2 separate regions of the Macaca mulatta genome follow, and region 2 is linked to region 1. A link is a contact called in public Hi-C data. All regions are on one chromosome and are shown on one strand. Each heading gives the region's core, a stretch centred on a gene start, on an enhancer-like site or on the middle of the called end of the contact. The rest is flanking DNA. Distances are from core to core; before and after follow the strand shown.

The links. Hi-C and Micro-C count contacts between places; a contact is called where the count stands out from the background.
Region 2: a contact with region 1 is called in a Hi-C map of liver, with 4 times the contacts expected there. The contact joins the promoter of YRDC here to the promoter of MTF1 in region 1. A contact is called at or near these places in 3 of 14 Hi-C or Micro-C datasets (CD4 T cells, cortical neurons and liver).

The regions. Positions count from the first base shown.
Region 1 is chr1:202,926,074-202,929,123 of T2T-MMU8v2.0, reverse strand. It overlaps MTF1 (metal regulatory transcription factor 1), which reads right to left and starts at 1,604. Exons shown (of 11, transcript NM_001257795.1): 1 at 1,565-1,604. INPP5B (inositol polyphosphate-5-phosphatase B) reads right to left here. Exons shown (of 25, transcript XM_015135734.3): 25 at 2,745-3,050.
Region 2 is chr1:202,980,290-202,983,339 of T2T-MMU8v2.0, reverse strand. YRDC (yrdC N6-threonylcarbamoyltransferase domain containing) reads right to left here and starts at 1,572. Exons shown (of 5, transcript XM_002802325.4): 1 at 1,156-1,572; 2 at 462-576; 3 at 219-338. The coding sequence starts at 1,544. It overlaps C1H1orf122 (chromosome 1 C1orf122 homolog), which reads left to right and starts at 1,433. Exons shown (of 3, transcript XM_028835796.2): 1 at 1,433-1,670; 2 at 1,889-2,090; 3 at 2,336-2,816. The coding sequence starts at 2,043. The coding sequence ends at 2,431.

The DNA.
Region 1 (3,050 bases), core at 355-2,854:
CTTTGGGAGGCTGAGATGGGAGGATCGCTTGAGGCCAGGAGTTTGAGATCAGCCTGGTCAACATAGTGAGACCTCCATCTCTACAAGAAAGGAAAAGAAAAGAAAAGAGCTTTTCAAAAATTGAAGTAATAAGTTCATAAGACCCTCTGAATACGCCTGTCAAACAATTTGAAACTTGGTCAAAATATTTAAAGGGGACAAAAGAGCAAACAGAACAGTAGCTGCTTAAAGGCTGAGTTGCTACAAATCTTAAGAGAAACTCCACTCAAATGCCCTCCAAATCAGACCACGAAGCAGTAAATGGTTTCATGTAGTTTATGGTAGAAGGAGCAAGGCTTTGGAGGCAGAGTCATCTACCTACAAATCCTGGCTTTGCCTTTTACTACATGGGTAACTTTTCTGTGCCTCATTTTTCTTATGTGCAAGGTGGGACTAGTAATTCCTGTTCTCTCAAAGTTTTTATAAGGAATAAAAGAGGCAACATATGTAAAGCACAATGTTTGGTAAATAGTAGAGGAACAAGTGTGAATTTCTTCCCTCCTACCTAGAACAGATGTTTCAACCTTCTGGGTTGAAGGGCTAATCCCCAGTCAGGCACAAACAATGAAGATCACTGTATCTATTTATGTCCAATATGGTGTTAACAAGAAGTTATGGTTGTATAGTGGGCTCTCGTCCCTGAATGAATTGAGTCTTATTATTTTTGTTTCTACAGCCCCTAGCATAGTACACTGACACAAATGTCAGCTAAATGAATGAAAGACATGGCGACATACTCTCTCGTGAAGATATACTATCTTGGGAAGATACATTCTCTTGAGAAAAATACCACATTTGAAGCTTTCATGTTCTGGAATAGTGATTCTTCCTTCATCTGCAAACACAGGCTCTACAAATGTGGGTCTGGCAGGCAGAACAGAAAATTTTAAAATAATCAGCACATCCCTTTTAGTTTTCAGTCTGGCTTTGCATTTTATCTTTCTCTTCTGCTCTGGGTTAGAAAGTGAGCCTTTACTTAGTGGGGTGGCTAGACAGTTACCAGAAACAGGCCAAAGAATCGGATCCGGGAGGTACCGGCCCGACCCCTAGTTCTGGCTTACGCAACCCCACAGATGTACATTTCGCTGCATCTGAGAAGAGAGAAGAGAGCACCGAGGACCCCAGTGGGCTGCCCGGGCACCCTCGGCGGCAACGCGGAGACCAACTGTCCGGAACAAACAAGACCAGGAGGTTTGAAGGTAGCCAACGAGGAGTGCGAACGGAGCCCCCTTGAGAGAAGGCTGGGAAAAGGAGCCTGTCTGGGATAGCCCCCAGCACAGCGCTACACAGAAAAACCCGAAGACAAGCTGGGGGTCTCCAAGCACCGAGGAGAGGGGCAGGGTCCGGGTCTCCATGGAAACAGGAAAGGGGGGCTGGATACCCATCCCCATGGAAACGGAGAAGGGGTGGGGTCCCTATGGTGACCAGACTGAGGTCTCTATTGGGAAATGCTTCAGGAGGGAGCCTAAGTCCCGCGCCCCCCGGTAAGTCCCAAGCCCAGGCCAAGTCTAGTTTCGCCTTTTACCTCCGCGGCTCCCGGCAACGGCGGCAGCAGCAGCTTCTCCCCTCCCCAGCGGCACCATGATTGCCCCCACCTTCCCCTAACGTCACTTCCGCTTCCGCTTTCCGGAGGAAGGAGGGGACAGCGGATCCGCCCCTCCCTGGCGCCTCTGGTTGGCTCAGGTTGTCAGGGGGCTGAGCTGCAGCCTCCAATTGGCGAGCGGGAGGGGCGGGGCGGGGCACCGAGGGGAAGGCGCCCAGAAGGTGAGTTTATTCGCGTGGGGAAGCGCCCGGGGTGTCACGGGCGGCCCGCAGGGTGTCGCCCTCGCGGCACTGGAATCAAGGAGAAGGGAACGAATCCCCAAGGAAGGATCCGAAATGTCCTCAGCCAGGTTTGCGCTGCCCGCCCTCGCCCTGGCAGCCACAGCAGCAGCGGGAAGGACCACAGTTGGCAGTCGGAACCCTGGCTCCAACCCGCCAGGGGAGCCTGGACGACCGCGACGTGCCCAGGTTTCTCCCGCCGGGGCCTCGGCCTTCCCTTCAGCACCCATCAAAGTTAACACAGACGGGAGGCCCAGAAAGGAAGACAAGACCCCAAAGGCAGAACTAAGAGTATTCTGAGCCCAGCTAGAGAGGACGCCACCGCCTCTTCCCTTCTCACGCGCTTGCCTAGGACGCCCAGCTGTCTTCTCACACTCTGGCCCAGGCTGGCGGTCCCAACTTTCTTCCCCTGCAAGAGGACGCAGCTTCGGCGGGACTCATGCCCGGGCCAGTTAGCGCCACCTACCGGCCACTCCCTTCTTTAACCTTTCACATTGTTCTGCTGGCCCGTGTCTTAAACCCATTTTACAGTGCCCAGTAGTGGGCATTCGTACCCAGGAAGCGATTCTGCATGTGCCTTCGTTATGCCCCTGTCCTTTCCAAATGCCTGGAGGATCTAGCTGTTAGATCCTCCCAGCTGCCACTGCCTGTTTTAACCATAAGCTGCTTCTCTCGAATATTCAGAGTGGGACAACTCCAAAGACTAGACCAGGGGTCAAGGGGTTCAGGCCAGTGCCATAACCATTTCTTGCTGGAAATATGTGAATAGTGACCGGTACCCACCAGACTGCCAGGAATATATCTCTTTGGCCCCAAGGCTTGAGCCACAAAGTCCAGCTGCAGCGAACTGCCGTCTCTTAAGAGAGAAAAACATATACAACCACCACTGTTAAAAATACATTTATCATTAAAATATATTACACACGGAGACGGGAAGCATTATATACAGTTTGGAAGACTTGCTGACCCAGAAAATCCCACTTGTTTCACCGAACACTCATTTTTTCAGTGATTTTACATTTTTAGAGACGGGGTCTCCCTCTCTCACCCAGGCTGGCGTACAGTGATGTGTTCATAGCTCACTGCAGCCTCAAGCTCCTATGCTCAAGTGAGCCACCCCACGTCAGCCTCCCAAGTAACGCACCACAGGTATGCATCACCACACCCAGCTAATTTTTTAAAAATGTTTT
Region 2 (3,050 bases), core at 323-2,822, 54 kb before region 1:
CACCAATTCTCCCCCTGGCTTTTCAGACTTTGAGACAAAATCAAATTCCTTTAATTTATATTGCCCCCCACCGCCTCCCTGCCAGCTGGGAAACCTTTCCACTGTTGGCCCAAGGACTCTCACGCCTGGCAATCCCAGTGCACTATCAATGCCACTGATTCACAGGAAACAGTGTTTGGGCTGGTGACATTTCCAGGGGAAGGACTGGGTAAACTCACCTCGACATTCAGAGAACTGGCCTGGGAGCTGAGGTTGGCGCTAGTGAGAGCAAGCGGACCCTCAAACATCTGAGCCAAGTCTTGCATAAAGGCATGATCAGGAATCCGAATGCCTACAAGCTATAAGGCAGGGGGAAGGGGATCATGAGAAAGGTTGGAAGGGGTAGAGGGTAAGTCTGATCTGGATCCTAGTGAAAGCCAAGTGGCCTGGAGTCTGGAAACACAAGAGAAAACTTGACTCACAGGCGTAAAAGGGTTTAGGTCCTTGTTGAGCTCCTCCGAGCGTTCCATCACCAGGGTCACTGGTCCTGGCAGTAGGTCTTTCAGGAGCCCCTCGGGTACTCTCACACGGCAGTATCTGGGAAACACAGGAGCATAAATCCATTCAAAATGAAGGACCACTGGTGGTCCTTTCCTAGACTCTAGGCACACGTAGGAAAGGAATCCTTCAAGTTTACAATGGGAGCCGCCTGTCTCCCTGCTTCACTTCCCTAAGAGCTTGAGCAGAAAGCAGGGCTCCAGAGGGGCACCCCTGGCTTGGCGCCTATGTGCCTCTGGTCTGAGGGACTACAACAGCTGCACCGCTGTGCTACCGTGATAGTGGGTGGGATCAAGCTCCACGTTTTATTTTCTACAAGGCATTCGCTATTAAATTAAGCTACTGTGTTTCTTTCCTTTTTTCCTGGGGGCCTCCCCGATTAGTACAAATGCGCCAAGGGTACAGGGCCCCCGCCTTTCTCGTGTGTTGCTGCCTCTCAGCAGCATGTAGTTCAGGGCCTGGGGCACGTTAAGTCCTCGGTACACACTTCCAGTTCCGGATTCCTTGGTAAGCCTGGACAAGCCCCTCCCGCTCTCTGCGCCTCAGTCTCCCAAGCCTGTCACCGGAAACCCCTCCCGCGGTGCCGCCCCCAGCGGGGCCGGGTCGGGGCGGCCTCACCTGTAGACGTCGGCCACGCGGCCGAGGCATACGGCCAGAGGCTTAGCCTCGCTGCGACCCTTGAGGCGGTACACAGCGCGCAGAGCCGCCGAGCAGCTCGCCGCGCAGGCCAGACCGTATAGCGTATCGGTGGGGACGGCCACCACGGCGCCGGCGCGCAGCTCGGCCACGGCGGCCCGCAGCGCCTCGGTCCAGCCGGCGCGCTCCGGGCTCGCGGCCTGCACGGCCCCGCTCCCCGGGAGCCGCAACAGCCGGGCCCCGGGGGCCGCCGGAGCGGGGCTCGGCGGGCGGAAGAGGCGGCCGCTCCGGGAGCCAGCGGACCCCTCGCTCAACCCCACGCTGGCAGCCACCGCGGCCCTCATCCCCCTGCACCGACGCGCCGGAGACATCCGCCCAGGCCCGCTTCCGGGAGGAAGTGACGCTCCCAGCCAGCTTCCGGTCCGGGAGACTCGGCCCCACCTCTGCGCCGGGCAGCTTAAAGGGACCACGACCCCCAGGAGGATTGAAGGAGACCGGTGGGGACGGGGCGGGGCCCGGCCTTGCGGAGCCCTAACACAGCGCTGGGGAGGGGGGCGGCCGAAAGGGGGGCGGTGGTCGGGCCGCGCAAGCGGAGATGGAATGGGGCCCGGGCTCAGACTGGTCACGGGGGTGAGAGGGGGCCCGTCGGGGCGGGGGGAAGGGGCTCGGCCCCGCGCAAGCGCCGGCCCTGACCGTCTGTCTCTTGCTCGGGCAGGGAGGCTGCCGGCGTGGACCGCGGGAAGGCGGGGCTGGGGCTCGGCGGGAGGCCACCCCCGCAGGCGCCCCGGGAGGAGCGCGCCCAGCAGCTGCTGGACGCGGTGGAGCAGCGGCAGCGGCAGCTCCTGGACACCATCGCAGCCTGCGAGGAGATGTTACGGCAGCTGGGCCGCCGGCGCCCGGAGCCGGCTGGTGGCGGGGTTAGTGCCCACCCTGGGCTGGGCCGGGGTGGGGTGGGGTCTGCCCACTGGCTAGGCTGGCCAAGCCCTAGCTTACCCTGGAGAGGGGAAGTATCTCTCCACTGCTTTGTCCCTAACCTCCGTTGATGTGGTGAGAGGTTTCGAAAAAGTTAATACTATCCAAATGCCAAATGGCCATATCCTTGTGGGGCCTAATCCAAGGCCTTTCCTCCCAGCCTCACTTTTTTCCTTTCTGTTCCAACTAGAACGTCTCAGCCAAACCCGGAGCGCCCCCGCAGCCGGCTGTCGCCACCAGAGGCGGCTTTCCAAAGGATGCTGGCGATGGAGCTGCGGAGCCCTGACCATCCCCAAGCCGGATGCCCTGACTTCTCTCCCTCCCCAGGGCCGATGGCTGGACTCTGAACAACTCCCTTCAGTAAAGGGGCCAGTCTTCACTGGCAGTGGCTGGTACTTGGCTGGCTCTCAGCCTGGAATGGCAGCTCTGCTAGCAGCTGGGTTCACTCCCACTTCATCCTGGCTGGAAGCAGTGCTGTGCTTTGAAATGTAGCCAATGAATACCCAGTCTGATTACCCAGATTTGGGCAGACCAGCAGTGCTCGCCAGAGTGGTCTGGCCTGCTATGGGGGATCCAGGTGATGTTACATGTCCATTTCATGCTTTGGGGGCTTTTAGCCCCACAAAACACCTTCAGCAGAGCCTTGATTAAAAGGAAACCTGCAGACTCTCCTGGTGACCGACGTTTCCTTTCTGTCCCCTCCCTCTCCAAGACTGATGGCTGGGAAGGGGGGAATGGTGGAAAAATGTCAACTATAGACAGGGTTGGGAAGAAATGCCACAGATACTACCAGATTTAAATAAGCATTTAATTAGGATTTCATTAGTATTTAATATTGCTTTTTCAATTCCAAAAAGTTAAATTTTCACTTCTTAGCAGATATTTTAAAGTACAATATTAAGTTT